Linked DNA regions of Mus musculus: region 1 is linked to region 2. The links are chromatin contacts, called in public HiChIP or PLAC-seq maps. All regions are on one chromosome and are shown on one strand. Each heading gives the region's core, a stretch centred on a gene start, on an enhancer-like site or on the middle of the called end of the contact. The rest is flanking DNA. Distances are from core to core; before and after follow the strand shown. Region 1 has its middle 8.3 kb from the start of Gm34801. Region 2 has its middle 25 kb from the start of Eml4.

Region 1 (6,991 bases), core at 3,694-6,193, 250 kb before region 2:
CCTCAGTTCTTAAGTTCTTGCAGAGGACCCAAGTTGGGCTCCCAGCAACCACATCAGAAGAGTTACAGCCTCCTATAACTCCATCTCCAGAGGATCTGATGCCCTCATCTGGTCTCTGCAGACACCTTCACTCATGTGTACAGCCCACCCCATAGTTATTTTTTTATCTTAAACATTTTATAACGATCTGTTCATTGGTTTAAGGCTTTTTAAAATATAAATACTAAGTCTAGATTTTTTTTTAATTGTTGTCATTCATCATGAATTTAATCATCCTGAAATCCCTTTAAGAAAGAAGTAAAGGGGGCTGGAGAGATGGCTCAGCAGTTAAGAGCACCGACTGCTCTTCCAGAGGTCCTGAGTTCAATTCCCAGCAACCACATGGTGGCTCACAACCATCTGTAATGGGATCTGATGCCTTCTTCTGGTGAGTCTGAAGACAGCTACAGTGTACTCATATACATAAAATAAATAAATCTTTTAAAAAAAGAAAAGAAAGAAAGAAGTAAAGGAAACATTTCTATTATCTGCAAATAACAGCTATTCAGATGTCTGAAGGCCACTTGTAGGTGTTTTAGCATGACAGACTTATAATGGGTTCCTGCTGACAGTCTTTGTTGTGGTTAGTTTTGTCTACACCGATTTGAGCTCCTGGTGGAGTCGCATGTGCACACCAGCCCAGGAGCTATCTCGGATCTGCGGATGAAATGTACACACACTTACATTAACTTATTTTTAATATACTTTTTAGCTCAGTGGCCGGGCACTTGTAAGCCTCCCAAGGTTAACATGCCCTTACCTTCACGTCCAGCCCAACCCCTCTAAACCAGCTCTGTGGCTCAGGTACCTTCAGTGAAGCCCATTGCTCTTGCCGCCCAGGACGCTTTTCCGCCTCTTTCCCTTGCCATCTGCAGTTTGAAAGATCTCCCCTGTAGGTCCAAGTCTGTCCACTCTCTCTCTCCCAGGTTTGTCCATTCTCTTCCTCTCTCCTAGCCCGTGGGAACCTGGAAGTCCCGCCTCTTTCTTTTTCCCCAAGCCATTGGTCACTGTCATCTTTATCAAAAAACGTAATGGGGGGGGGGGGAGACCTTCAGAGTGAATGAACAGACTCCTGGTCAGATCATCAGAGCCACCCCCCTACAAATCTTCACGAGTGACATGGCTAATGTAGTATTTAACTGAACACCACATTTCTCTAATTTCATACATATGTCCCGAAGGGCTTTGGCTGATGGCTATATTTTTCAGTAAATCTTATGAATATGCTGAGCAAATATTACTGATCTTCAGTGCAAACATGGATAGCAAACCAAGTGGGGTCTTATACCTAGATTTGGGTTACACTGACGGGCAATATATTTATAAGACGAGTTTCGTGGAAAAAGCATTCATAGAGATATACTTTGCTGCAACAGTAGAATAAATGTATTCAGTACTATTTATAACACTTGTCTGTAAAGTCAATAGGCTCCCCAATTCTTAGTTACCAAATGCTTGTTTAATGGCTATAATTCCTAGCATTTAGAGAGTAATGAAAATTACAGCAACTTTTTAAAATAAAAAATAATGTACTGATGTTTTATTATTTTTTGTTTAATATTCATAAGTATTCTGAAAACAAATATCTGACCCTTATTGTTCTAATAAAATTTGTGTAGAGAAAAGATTATTCCAGCCAAAAGTCTTAGAGACACATCTTTTGGGGGCTGGAGAAACGACTGCAGTTAAGAGCTCTGGCTGCTCTTCCAGAGGACTGGGTTTTGATTCTTAGCATCCACAGGGCTACTCATAGCTGTCTGTAACTCCAACTCTCGGGGCCCCAACACCTTCTTCTGGGGACTACACACATGCAGTACATATACACATATGAAGGCAAAACACCCACCACACACATAAGAAACAAACAAAATAAAAACAAATAACTATTAGAGAGCATCGTTTGCGCTGAGGCTTAGCACTGTTGTACTGTGCAACACCAGCTCCCTGGTTTTGTTTCAGAGAGAGTCTCAAATCTGAAGTTAGATAGCCCAGTCTGACCTCTCGCTGGAAATCCTTCCTCTTGCTTCAGCCTTCCAAATGCCGAGGTCTCAGGGAAGAGCTACTTACTGCTGTGCGTGCTTGCTTGCGTGTGTGCGTGTAGTGGCAATATCTATAACCCTATATTTACAAACTCATCAGGTCCAGGGACACAGATGTTACTGTAAGAACGTGGAGCAGCCACCTGGCTGAGCGTGTCTCCTCCTTTCCCTCGGGGTCAGGGATCAGTGTTGCCATGATCCTGTCCCACGTGGCATCCTCAGTATCGTCACCCTTTGGATTCTCCTGGGTGATTGCCCTCTTCCCGTTCTGATGGCCAGGGACATCAATTTGGCCTTACCATCGCCTCGGTTGGGGAAGAGGTTTTCCACAGCCAGGCAGTTTTAGGGGGATGAGAAAGTCACTATGGGTGGTTTCCTTTGCAAGGATATGTAGGGAGTGCCATGATGTGGCACGGAATAAGCCTGAAACCCGGCCTCCGCACTGATAGCATGTGACCCTGGGCACAGAGGAACAGGAAGCAGCAAGTTACTTAGATATCATAACAGTTGACCCACCTGCCATATCCCAGAGTGGAAAGTGGGTTTTATTCAAGTCTCCTAATTGTTCTCCTTCCGAGAAGAAGAATGACTCATTCCATGGGCAGAAGGTGTGGCTGGTTGGTATCTGTGTCTGGAAGTGCAAGTGGGCTTGAATTGAAGTGGAGGCTGTTTATTTAATTACTAAATAAGTAGACTTCAGATCTTTCCAGCTAGAGGAGAACATACACTGTAATTGGCCTCACCCACCTTCACGGTTAGCACATTTCCAGCCTCGGAACGGCTCGCAACAGCTCTGGGACTGGCACCAGTGCTACCCACCAAGGCGTTTTAAAAAAAGATTTATTTATTTATTTATTTATTTATTTATTTATTTATTTATTTATTTATTTAATGTATATGAGTACACTGTAGCTATACAGATGGTTGTGAGCCTTTATGTGGTTGTTGGGAGTTGAATTTTTAGGACCTCTGCTCGCCCAGGTCGGCCCCGCTCTCTCTGGTTGGCTCTGCTTGCTCCGGGCAGCCCTGCTCACTCTGGTCAACCCTGCTAGCTCCAGTTGGCCCCATTTGCTCCAGTCAACTCCACTCGCTCAGTCCCTGCTTGCCCCGGCCCAAAGATTTATTTATTATTATACGTAAGTACACTGTAGCTGACTTCAGACGTACCAGTAGAGGGCGTCAGATCTCATTATGGGTGGTTGTGAGCCACCACGTGGTTGCTGAGATTTGAACTCAGGACCTTCGGAAGAACGGTGGCTCTTACCCGCTGAGCCATCTCGCCAGCTCCCAAGGATGCTTTTACATCTTCCTACAACAGAATGAGCCGGGACCTCACAACCTGATGGCAGCTGGCATCCTGGACGAGGGGAATTTGGGTTGTGAATCTCTACAGTTGCTCAGTTAGCATTTGCTAACATCATCATCATCACCACCACCACCACCATCATCATCACCACCACCATCATCATTTTTATTTGTTCAGTTAGGTAGCCTTAATTTTTTTTAATCCTGTCTTGTTTCTTTTATTTTAATCTAATCTGGAAACGTAATAAGCGATTCCTGCCAAACCTACCCCTAAAGCAACGTTTTTTCCGTAGTAAATGATTAAATTATTGGGCAAAAAAATAATTCAAATTTTTCTCTCTTAATGTCAGCGAGGGTTTGGTCGAGGAAATGAGTGTGGTAACTTTTTAAAGCGCTCTCCCTATCATTAGTTTATTTACTTACCAGTTTATCTTTGTATTGGGAACACTGTGGAGCTCCTTCCAGTTTTAAGGAAAACATTTTGAATGTGACTCTAGCTGGTAATCAAATTTTTACTGACTGGCATTCCATCAGTCTATCCAGTAATTAAAAAACACATAGACTAAGTCTCGGGTTAGAGCAGAAAGCTCTTGTATTTTTCTTCTGCAGTGTGTAGCATCCATCGTTCTTAGCCTCTAGGGCTCCAGATTGGTAGCTCGCACGTGAATGCACCAAATGGCCTGTGACTCAGATCTGTGTTACTCTTTATCTCAGAAAGCCATCGCCTGGAAATGCCCAAAGAGAACCCGTCAGGCCTTTTCTAACTTGAAAGTAAAGACTAGATCTACTTCTGCAAAGTTTGCATTATACAGATTTTTTAAAAAATTTGTAATCTATATGTTATGAATCGTGTTCTAGTTGAATTATGTATGTAAGGGTAAAGTGTGTGTCTGTCTGCACTAAATAAAGTGCTTTATACGTTTGGCCATCTGTAACATGGTAGTTCAGCTTTTAAGCTTAAAAAAATAATCATTTAATTCTATGTATTTCAATTTTGATTTTGGAGTAAGAATAATTTCAATAAATCACCCTGCCATCCCTTTTAAGACCGAGGCCTCTCTCTTTAGTACAGAATAGCTTGAGTTTTGGTGCACATTTGTGTTATTTTATAGAATTCTGTCAAAGTAACCTTATAGTAAAATTAGCCTTGTGTGGAAAGCCTTATTGCAAAGATATTGGAGAATTTAATTTAAAGTACTTTTTCTAGAATTCAGACTCGGGTATTTGGGGTCATATACAAACATTTGGAAGAGTTCTCATTTAGTTATGGGAGGGATGTAGCCATGAATGTCTCTGCAGTTTGATGTCTGTATTTATGTTGAGTACGTTGTACCTCAGCTTCCTTCCTAGGACTGTCATATGATAAAGTCCATAGGTGGATGAATGGCGTGTGTGTGTGTGTGTGTGTGTGTGTGTGTGTGAGAGAGAGAGAGAGAGAGAGAGAGAGAGAGAGAGAGAGAGAGAGAGAGAGAGAGAACTTGCCTTAAAATAGCCTCATATGGTCAAATAGGCTTGCCCGTGACTCATCTCTCCGTGTGCCTCATGAGTCAGGCCCAACAGAATCCGTGCACGCAGGAGAGAATCACTGTCTAACTTTGGGTGATCCAAACCTGGATTAAATACTTCACCACGTAAAGATTGTATGGAAGAGGCGACCCTTGTGTGCTTTTAGCTTTTATTGTTTAAAGTGATCAAGTAGATTAGAGGAGGCGTTGGTTTGAGTCACTTTTAATCGATTCTTTCCTTAATGGCAGTGGCGAGGTAGAATGGGCATGTGCCCAATATTGCTATTTCCACGACTGACCGACCGCCACCATTAATGGTCACTGCACACATCACAAGAGGGGCCAGGTGTGCTGTGTCAGCCTGTTTAGGAGATGACACAGAGGGAGGGTAAGGGGATGCTATAGTCTGTGTGTGACTTATGGTAATTAAATTGTATGCTTAAGTCTTAGAGAAATGATGGTTCATGGTCACAGCTTTTGTCACCTGATAAAAGAGTCCTTAAATCAGCTTAGTCTATGTGATGTAACCTTGTTTTATACCTTAATACAGATGTAGTAGAGTGTGTGATCCTATGGTCACAGTTTCTCATGGCTGTGTTACATATGTATTTATGTCAGACTTTGGTAGTACCTATAAATGTATATCCCGTATTTAACTCATGGTTGAAGCTTTTTGGCCTCTTCAGTCCTTAAGGAGATAAATATTTTATTAAACATCTACTATGTTTTGTTGTAAACATGTTGTATGCACATCAGCAGAACAGAATTTGTATAGCTTGAACATTTGAAGAATTAATAAATCTTGACTTTGAAACCCAGCTCTTGTTTGATATGCAGTGGACGTTACTCTGTTGAGCTGACTTCTGTGTCCCTTCTTGATTGACTGACTTCTAAGCTAATGCTTCATTTTGCACTAAAGGACTGGTGGATAAAGCAGACCCTGTCCCAGGACTGGGGATGGACCCACGGCCTTGTACAGGCAAGATGGTGGCCACCCTGGAGTTGAGCCGTGCCCTCCTCAAAAGTTGTCTCCTGGCTATGGTACTGCCTTTGTCGTTGGGTGGCCATGAGCCAGTCACGTGGTCCCTCAGGCTCATGGGTATTCTCTTTTTTTTTTTAACAACTACTCTATGGTAAGAATATGATCAATATTAGATTCCAATTAATGATAATGCATACATATAGGCATGAACTGTGTGCGAATTTGAATCAGAAGTCTTGCTAATTATACTCCCGGTGTTGCTGGTGTTCAGTCTGCTGCCAGTGGCAGGAATGCCTGCTAGGCCCTTGCGGTTCTAACAAACAAGTTCCATGACTCTCCCCCGTCTCATCTCTATTCTCTCTGCACCATCATTACTAACCCCCCCACCCCCCACCTGTACACAAATTCTTTCCCCAGGTCTCAGCAGCATAGCAGACACATCCGTACAAGCACTGGCTGGTGGCATCTGGCTGGTGGCATCTGGCTGGTGGCATCTGGCATGGCTTTCCTGGAGCAGTTCTGCTTGCTTCATCTGTCACAGCGGGTGCTGGCGATGGGCTTCATGGTGACTTCAGAGGGCAGAGAAAAGCCATCCCTCTGAGCTGACAGGGCCCAGCATCCGTCTGGGGGGGCTCCCTGCCTGAGACCTGAGTCTGCCTATAGACCAGAAGAGCTTTCCTGTCGTTTATTGCTATTAAAGTGGCTGCTTCAAGAACTTGGCATAAAGGCTAAGGACGGTGGGGAGCCACAGGGAAATTGTGCTAATTATGTTTAAGATAGGAGCCCACGAGGCAGGTAACACTGGCGCACCGTTAATCACAGTGACGATTGCTTAGCCACGAGCTCTGCTTCTTGTCTGAGCTTCCCCCCCCCCCCACTTCAGGTTTTATTTTTGGAACTAATCAGGTTTTTGTTTTTCTTTTAAGGAAAAAAATAATGGATGTTCAAATGAACACTATATGTATGACTGGATTATTTTTCATAAACTTCAAAGAAGTGTGCGCTGTTGAAGATCATGACCTAAGTTTGGGTTAAAGTGGGGGAGGGGAGAATTTCCAAGGATCATCCCTCCCTCTTGTGTTATAATACCATAGGGAAATATGGGGTTAGATGTGGGGGTT
Region 2 (7,257 bases), core at 4,051-6,550:
TGACAGAATGAGGGTTTGGAGTTTCAGTGAAGTGAAAGCCACAGGTTTTGGAGTGGTACAACATGCTTAGTTGGTGGAACACACCTTTAATCCCATCATTGGGAGACAGAGGAAGGAGAGCTTCATAGCAAGTTCTATGCCAACCAGAGCTACATAATGAGAGCCTGTCTAAAAAAAAATAATGAGGAAGGGAAGTTATGGACTTAGTTGAGTGTGGTAGTTGGTGCAAGCTTATAAACCTGAAACTGGTGCATCGAAGATCATCTTGGGCTACACAGTAAGACCCTATAGCAAAACAAAACAAAACAAAACAACAGCAACCAAAAACAGGAACTGTGTGAACTCAGGAAGGGGGTTGACATTGCTGACAAGTCTAATAAACTACTCTCTGCCTCAGTTTCCCTATCCATAATGATCGTGATGAAACCGTCCTTACTTTAGCAGTGTGACTCTTTCCGTTTCATTTGCCCACTTAGAATGAGGAATCTGAGCTCAGATTAGACCATCTGTCATGAAACAGGTTTGTTTTACTCTGCTAATCATGTGCACGTGTCGCTGCCACAGTCAAGGGTTATCTATGCAAAGCCAATGATGTGTGTATTTGTTAGATAAGTAAAGTAGAAAATAAACTAAATAAACTAGGGCTGGTGATCAATGCTAAAATTCTATATCATCCTCAGATAAGAAGAGATCCAAATACCAGGAGCAGCATTGAATGGGGACATGTTTAAATAAAGCAGAGCGGTTGCGGTATGAAGTGCTATAGCTGTTTTCAAATGAGACATCTGGGCTCGAGAGGTGGCTCAGTGGTGAAGAGCACCTGCTGTTCTTCCAGAGGACCCAGGTGCAGCTCCCAGCACTCCCATGGATGTTCACAAATGTCTGTAACTCCAATTTTAAGGGATCAGATTATCCATTCTAACCTCATCACCAGGCATGCATGTAGTATCATATACATACATACATACATACATACATATATGCAAGCAGACTATTCACACGCATAAAGTTAGATAAGTAAATATTTAAAGGCTTAAAGAAATAAAACAAATATATATATATATGTACACACACACACACACATATATTCCTATGTTATATTAAAAGGAAGCAAATCCCAGTATAGCATGTGTCTTAGGATTTCTATTGCTATGGAGAAACACCATTAACAAGACAACTCTTATAAAAGAAAGAATTTAATTGGGGGCTTACTTACAATTTTAGAGGCTTAGCCCATTACTATCATCATGTGAGGAGCATGGCAGTGTCCAGGCAGAAATGGTGCAAGGCAGTAGCTGAGAACTTTACACCCGGATCCACAGGCAGCAGACGGAGAGCCACTGGACCTAGCATGAACTTCCGAAACCTCAAATCCCACTCTGAGTGACACACTTCCTCCAACAAGGCCACATCTCCTGAGCCTTCTAATCCTTTCCAACAGTTCACCAACTGGGGAGCAATACCATATGCAAATACATGAGCCTATGGGGGCCGTTCTCATTCAAGCCACCACACCACGTGTGCAGATTATTATGAGTAATAACATTTACTAACCATTTTTTGTGCAACGGATAACATTTTAAGAGCTTTTCATACATTAATACCTACTCTCCATATTAAGGAAGAATTCTTTTTTTTCATTATAGAAATGGAGAAAACCGAGCTTCAAGGACTTAGTTCACTTGTCAGAAGTCACACACTCGTGGGTTGATGGTCTGGAACCTGTATTGGAATCAGTCTTGTTCCAGAACTCATGTGTTCATTACTATGCAAAGCTGGTCTCCTAGTGGGATGCTTGAATTATATACAGCAAATACAGCTGTGTGCATTGAGCTGGGAATATGGTTCAGTTGGTAAAGAGCTTACCTCGTGTGCACAGAGCCCTGGGTTCAGTCACAGCACCCTGTCCATGAGAACTAGCAGTGCACATCTGTGATCCCGCCACCAGGAGGTAGAGCCAGGAGGGTCAGAAGTACTGTTGTTAGGTATCAAGTTCAAAACTAGCCTGGGATCCATGAAACACCTCTCTCAAAAACAAACCAATAAAACAAAACAACAACAATAATAAAACAAAACAAAACAAGCCAACAATGTATATATACAGAGAAGAAAGGAAAGGAGGGAGGAAGGAGGAAGGGAGGAAGGGAGGAAGGGAGGAAGGGAGGAAGGAAGGGAGGGAGGAAGGGAGGGAGGGAGGGAGGGAGGGAGGGAGGAAGGAAGGAAGGAAGGAAGGAAGGAAGGAAGGAAGGAAGGAAGGAAGGAAGAAGCCTGAAAACTCATAGAAACAAAAGGGAGACTCCCACTTCTTGCCCTTTTGGTACTGAGGCTGGCTTTTAGCTGCCGAACCTAACTGCTTTCCAGCCTAAAACTTTCTCTTTGGGGGAACAGATACTTGTATATGGTTTGAATTATTTTATGACAATACAAATATAAATTCACACAGCTGCCTTTGGAATAAAAAAAATAATTGTAAAGTAAATGAACTCATTTGACTCAATGAGGACTTACTTGTTTTCCAAATACGAAATGACCTCACCATAAGCAGCTCTGCTTTGCTGATGAGAAGAAGAGATGAATTATCTCCCGGCTAGTAAGGTGCACAGTTTGGACTGAGTATGGCTGCTGCAGATGCTGTGTGTGCCATACATATATCATACATGCACAACACGTGTGTGCACTGAGCCCCCAAAAGTTGCCACACATTTTCAAATACCAGATCAAGCCATAGGAACACCTTGTAGTGGGTGGTTAAAAGCAGCCTTTGGAATCACAGGGACATAGACACAACCTCCACATCTACTAATTGCAGTGGCCTGGGGTTAGCTCATTAACAAATTTCATTTGAGGGCCCTTGGTATACAAATCGGAGGTACTACTGATCTCCATCTCACAAGGGTATAATGGAGATGAAAAATATTAGTACAGATAGCACGCTTAGAGCACAGAACACATCTTTTGTTTTTGGAGTCGGGATCTGTTACGTAGCTCTAGCTGTCTCGGAGCTCACTCTATGTAGACGAGGTTGGCCTCGAACTCACAGACACCCGTCTGCTTCTGCTTCCCAAGAGCTGGAACTAAAGGCAGGCAGCACCACGCTTAGCCAGAACCCATCTTATTAAAAGGAATAGATCAATGTTAGTTTTTTGCCTTTTGTGGTGGCTGGGGTTGTACCTCAGTGATAGAGCTCTTGCTTGGTATATGCGAGGCCCTGGATTTGATCCTATAACTGAAAGAAAAAGTAGACCCCTTTATTATAGCAGTGTTCCCTTCCCAACCCTCTCTTTCTCTGTGTGTGTGCATGTGTGTGTTCATAGGCTGGAAGTAACGTTCCATATCTTCCTCACCATCCACCTTATTTTTAATTTTTTTTTTCCTGCCAGTGCTGGGAATTGAACCTAGGACCTGCCTCACACGTGCTCGGCAACATTCTACCACTGTGCAACGGTCCCAGCACTTAACCTTAGTTTTTGAGACAATGCCTCTGGATGAACTTGAAGTTCACCAGTTTAGCTAGACTGGCAAGCCCCAAGCACCCTCTTGTCCTCCACCACCCAGAGCTGTGGCATCCAGCTGTTCTGGTGGATTAAACTCAAATTCTCATATAAAGTGCAGAGCCAGCACTTTGTGCTAACCGAGCCACTTCCCCAGGTCCCTTCACAATTTCTATCAATGTTGGGGGTTGATTTTTTTTCTTTTATCTTGATTTAGACTTACAAGCTCATGTCTTTGGTCTAGTAATTCTTCTGTAAACAATTTGCCTGTCCTTGTATTTTTTTTTAATATACCAAGATATTTGCTTAAAATGATCATTTGGGTGTTGTTAATCAGTGAATATCCATCACTACAAACTAGAGTTTGATACACCTCTATGGTAATATTTGGGGGACCTGCTGAGATTCTGAACAAAACAAGACAAAAGGAACATCAGATGAGGCTTCGATTAGATGCCGCACTGTAGGCTCTTTCCTAGTAAGCAGGGAGAAACAGACTTCCTCCTGCTGAAACCCAGAGGTGCATGAGTGGCACCAGTCCAGGCACTTCTCAGGGAGCAGAGGGATCCCCCAAGACGACTGGATCTTAAGAGCAGAGTTGATTTTAATGCACACAGTTTGTCCTCCTGAGTTTAATAATCAGATAGATGATGCTCAGCCCAGGGAAGGAAAGGGACCGTTAGGGCCCCTGGAATGATGCTGAGCAGCCCTGGAATGATGCTGAGCGGCCCCGGAGCGATGCTGAGCGGTCCGGGAGTGATGCTGAGCGATTCTCCCGTGGAAAGTCCGTTCTCCTCCAAGAAAGACAAGGTCATTAAAGGAAGGGAGGAGATCTTTGATGCGTGGTATTTTGGATGGAAAATGCAATGCAGAACATGAATATAGCAAAATCTCCTGTAAATTTTTAAGAGGACATAACAAACTATATTAATAACAATATATAAAAACCAGTCACTACAGATATGCTTTTGGAGTATATTGAAAATGAGGAAACCTTGATTCTCTTTACCTACCCCCTTTTGTCTACTGTTTTAGTATTTACCCAACGTGTATATTACTTTTATTTCTGAAAATGCTGCTAAGGGCTATTGAGACCATGAGACTGAGAACCACTACTGAGGGTTTTTTTTTTTTTTTAATAGCTCTCTGGGAAAAAAAGTATAATAAGTGTTATTTTAAAAAATACAAACAAGATAGCGTTAAAAAAGTTCTCTCTCTAGCTTTGGGAATCCTAATGAACTATAATCACAGAGACGCCAGACTAGTCAAAATTGGAAGAAAGAGCTATAATCACAGGAAAAGAACTCTCTCCACAATTTGAAGGATCCCAGAAAAAGCAGCCGTAATGACAGCGGGGCTGACTTCAGGAAAAGCAGAAACAGGAGCAGCTGCGGTGGCGCCTAGAGTGGGTGGGATGCGTGGCAACGCGGAGTGACACGGGAGAGCACTAACTGCCTACCACCCAGGACCCAAGGACCCCCAGGGAGGGAGGACGGAATATCTAAAGTGTAAATCAACAGGACTGGAGTCTAGGAGAAAACGCTGAAGTGGTTATGACTCATGACCACATTGGACCTCTCGGCTAGGGTGACCTGGGAGACACACGGTCACGGTTGTGTAACTGAAGCGCTGGAAGCACGGTGAGGCAGCTTCCTGCAGCCCCAGGTGGTCAAAAGGCCCGTGTGACTGAGCCTGTAAGGAGGGCCAGCCTTGGACATCTCTCCTTGTATTTGCCTAAGCTCCAGCAGTGAACTCATTACAAGGCATGCATGTGGCCTAATTCCTTGTCCCATTCTGTCACCAGAACAGACCTTGTAAGAGAATTCCAAAGTACAGTGAACTCATGTTGCAATCTTCACAGATCACAGACTAGGTACTTTAGGACCCAAATTCCTTAAACAGCTCTGTTTTACTACAGACTTCACATTCCAGCCCGTTGTTTGAAGTGCTCGCAGCTGCCCATGCAAGGCCTTTCGGACTGTTCTTGGGCCATGAAGTGCCCAAGAACAAAGATGTTTCTTAAACTTCCCTACTCACAAAACGAAAGCAGCCATTATATAACGAAGCTCGGAGCTCCAGGGCTGAGCAGCCCCTGAAGATCGCCCTGCTCGAGGTCACTCGGGCAGACACAGAGAAAATAAAGGGGGAAAAATTCTCAGGCAGGAAAATGAGTGTGAGGATTAGTCAGCAGTGAGATGGGCCCCTACGTCCACGAGGTTGTAACTTTATCTTGACAACATGGTCTTTCCTGGAAGAGACTTGAGCAGCGAATTTATCATTTTATAATTTGTGGCTTAAATTTGAGCCATACACCAAGCAGCTGTGTTGGTGTGAGGCACTTTGGACTCCTTCTAAAGCCCAGGAGACAGAAAGAGACCACTTCAAACTTGAAGCCCTCAAACTCCTCAGCGGGTTGGTTAACTGTGGGCGCATCAAGGGCAGGGTTTCTGCATTGGTTTTTCTTAGGAAATGTATGGAACCTGGACCTCGTGCCTTTGTGTCTTTGTTTGTTTTAGATTTGGGGAGAGAGCAGACTGTGATAGTTGGAGCCTGGAAGGGGGGGTGGGGAGGGGCCGCTCCGATCTGGTGACAGCGGGTTTTCATATATTCCAGGGTCCCTCTGGGAAATGAGAAGTTGGAAGCGGAGAGGGGGGAAATGGGTGGAGAAATGGGAAGCCAAGGGAAGGGAGGAGTGCCAGAGATAACTGCTGACTTCACAGTTTTCCACCGGGGCCTGCCCTGCCTACCTCTGTTGACATCAAAGCTTTCCCAGCGCCTTTGCGTGCCTGCTCAGTCGGCCCTGCCTGCTGCCACCCGGGGAAGAACTGGCGGCTAGCCCTGCAACAAAGCGGAGGACAAATTTTCTGCAACGAATCTCTCATCAAAAAAAACACCCGCCCCCTTCCAGTTCTGTGCAATAGCCCTGCATCGCCAGGCCGGGGGTTCAATAGTCCGCCTTGTACAAAGACAGCTTTAACAGGGAGGTCTCCAAGAACGTGGGCAGCTTCCCAAGGTGTCTCACGGGTTCTGGGCAGCGCTGTCTGTCTGTGGGCCGATGGGTGTGTCTTTTGCAATCCAGTTGGGGCGCCTGGATTTGGGAAGTCTTGGCTCCTCTCCCCAGAGCGATGCAGGGCATCGGATTATTGCTGGCATCTGAGCTCCAGCGCCGGCTGCCATTCCATCTCTTTTCTCTGCTCCCCCTGCTAGGCTTTGCATGTTTTTATCCCCTTCTCTAGTTTTCCCTTCCCTGGGACTGGCTGATCTCTCTATCCCCAGGGAAGAAGCAAAGGAAATAAGTTGACTATGCTTGTCTACTCTTCCTATAGCCCCCCCCCACCCCTCCCAGCCCGCCACAAATCTACTTGTAGCTGGAAACCCGGAACCAAAAGGAGTCACAGACTCCTCACTGGGGGAATAGCAGTCACCACTGGGTCCACATGTTAAAACCAAGAGGACAGGTTTGAAACATGGAAGATGCTTCACAGACAATGTGGGGGAAAAAAAGATTACATTGACCATCTCCTCCGGCTCATCGGTGTGAATTTGAAGATAAACCCAGAATGGGTGCAGGTTCTTTGGAAAGCAGTTGGAAGTGTTTCTAACTTGAGTTCAGTGGGAGACAGAGTGCATGCTCACCTGACAGGTTCCTTTCTCAACAGCCAACAATTAAAAAGAGGTGGTGGGGCGGGGGAGGGAAGGTTCTGTAATGGGCAATAAGGTTAGCCTTAAAGGCTGACAACATTTTCTGCCTCTTGAGTTCACTGTG

Evidence for each region. HiChIP or PLAC-seq counts read pairs in DNA pulled down with a chosen protein or histone mark.
Region 1: an HNF4G HiChIP or PLAC-seq map of pancreatic cancer cells shows a contact between it and region 2. The contact joins two enhancer-like sites. A contact is called at or near these places in 3 of 39 promoter capture datasets (the HPC-7 cell line, embryonic stem cells and stem cell-derived epiblast-like cells), 4 of 484 Hi-C or Micro-C datasets (the N1E-115 cell line, cerebral cortex, embryonic stem cells and 1 more), 2 of 115 datasets of contacts at active chromatin or transcription factors (double positive thymocytes and pancreatic cancer cells) and 1 of 9 other capture datasets (embryonic stem cells).

What each region holds. Positions count from the first base shown.
Region 1 is chr17:83,572,738-83,579,728 of GRCm38.p6, reverse strand. It overlaps a transcript of Kcng3 not described here. Among named protein-coding and RNA genes, the nearest start is that of Gm34801, 8.3 kb to the right of the region's middle. Within about 2 kb of position 4,943, at least 12 of the 459 cell types and tissues checked have an H3K27ac peak or open chromatin away from gene starts, as enhancers often do. A contact at or near this core is called in pancreatic cancer cells, where this site is marked.
Region 2 is chr17:83,322,069-83,329,325 of GRCm38.p6, reverse strand. No RefSeq gene overlaps it. Among named protein-coding and RNA genes, the nearest start is that of Eml4, 25 kb to the left of the region's middle. Within about 2 kb of position 5,300, at least 147 of the 459 cell types and tissues checked have an H3K27ac peak or open chromatin away from gene starts, as enhancers often do. A contact at or near this core is called in pancreatic cancer cells, where this site is marked.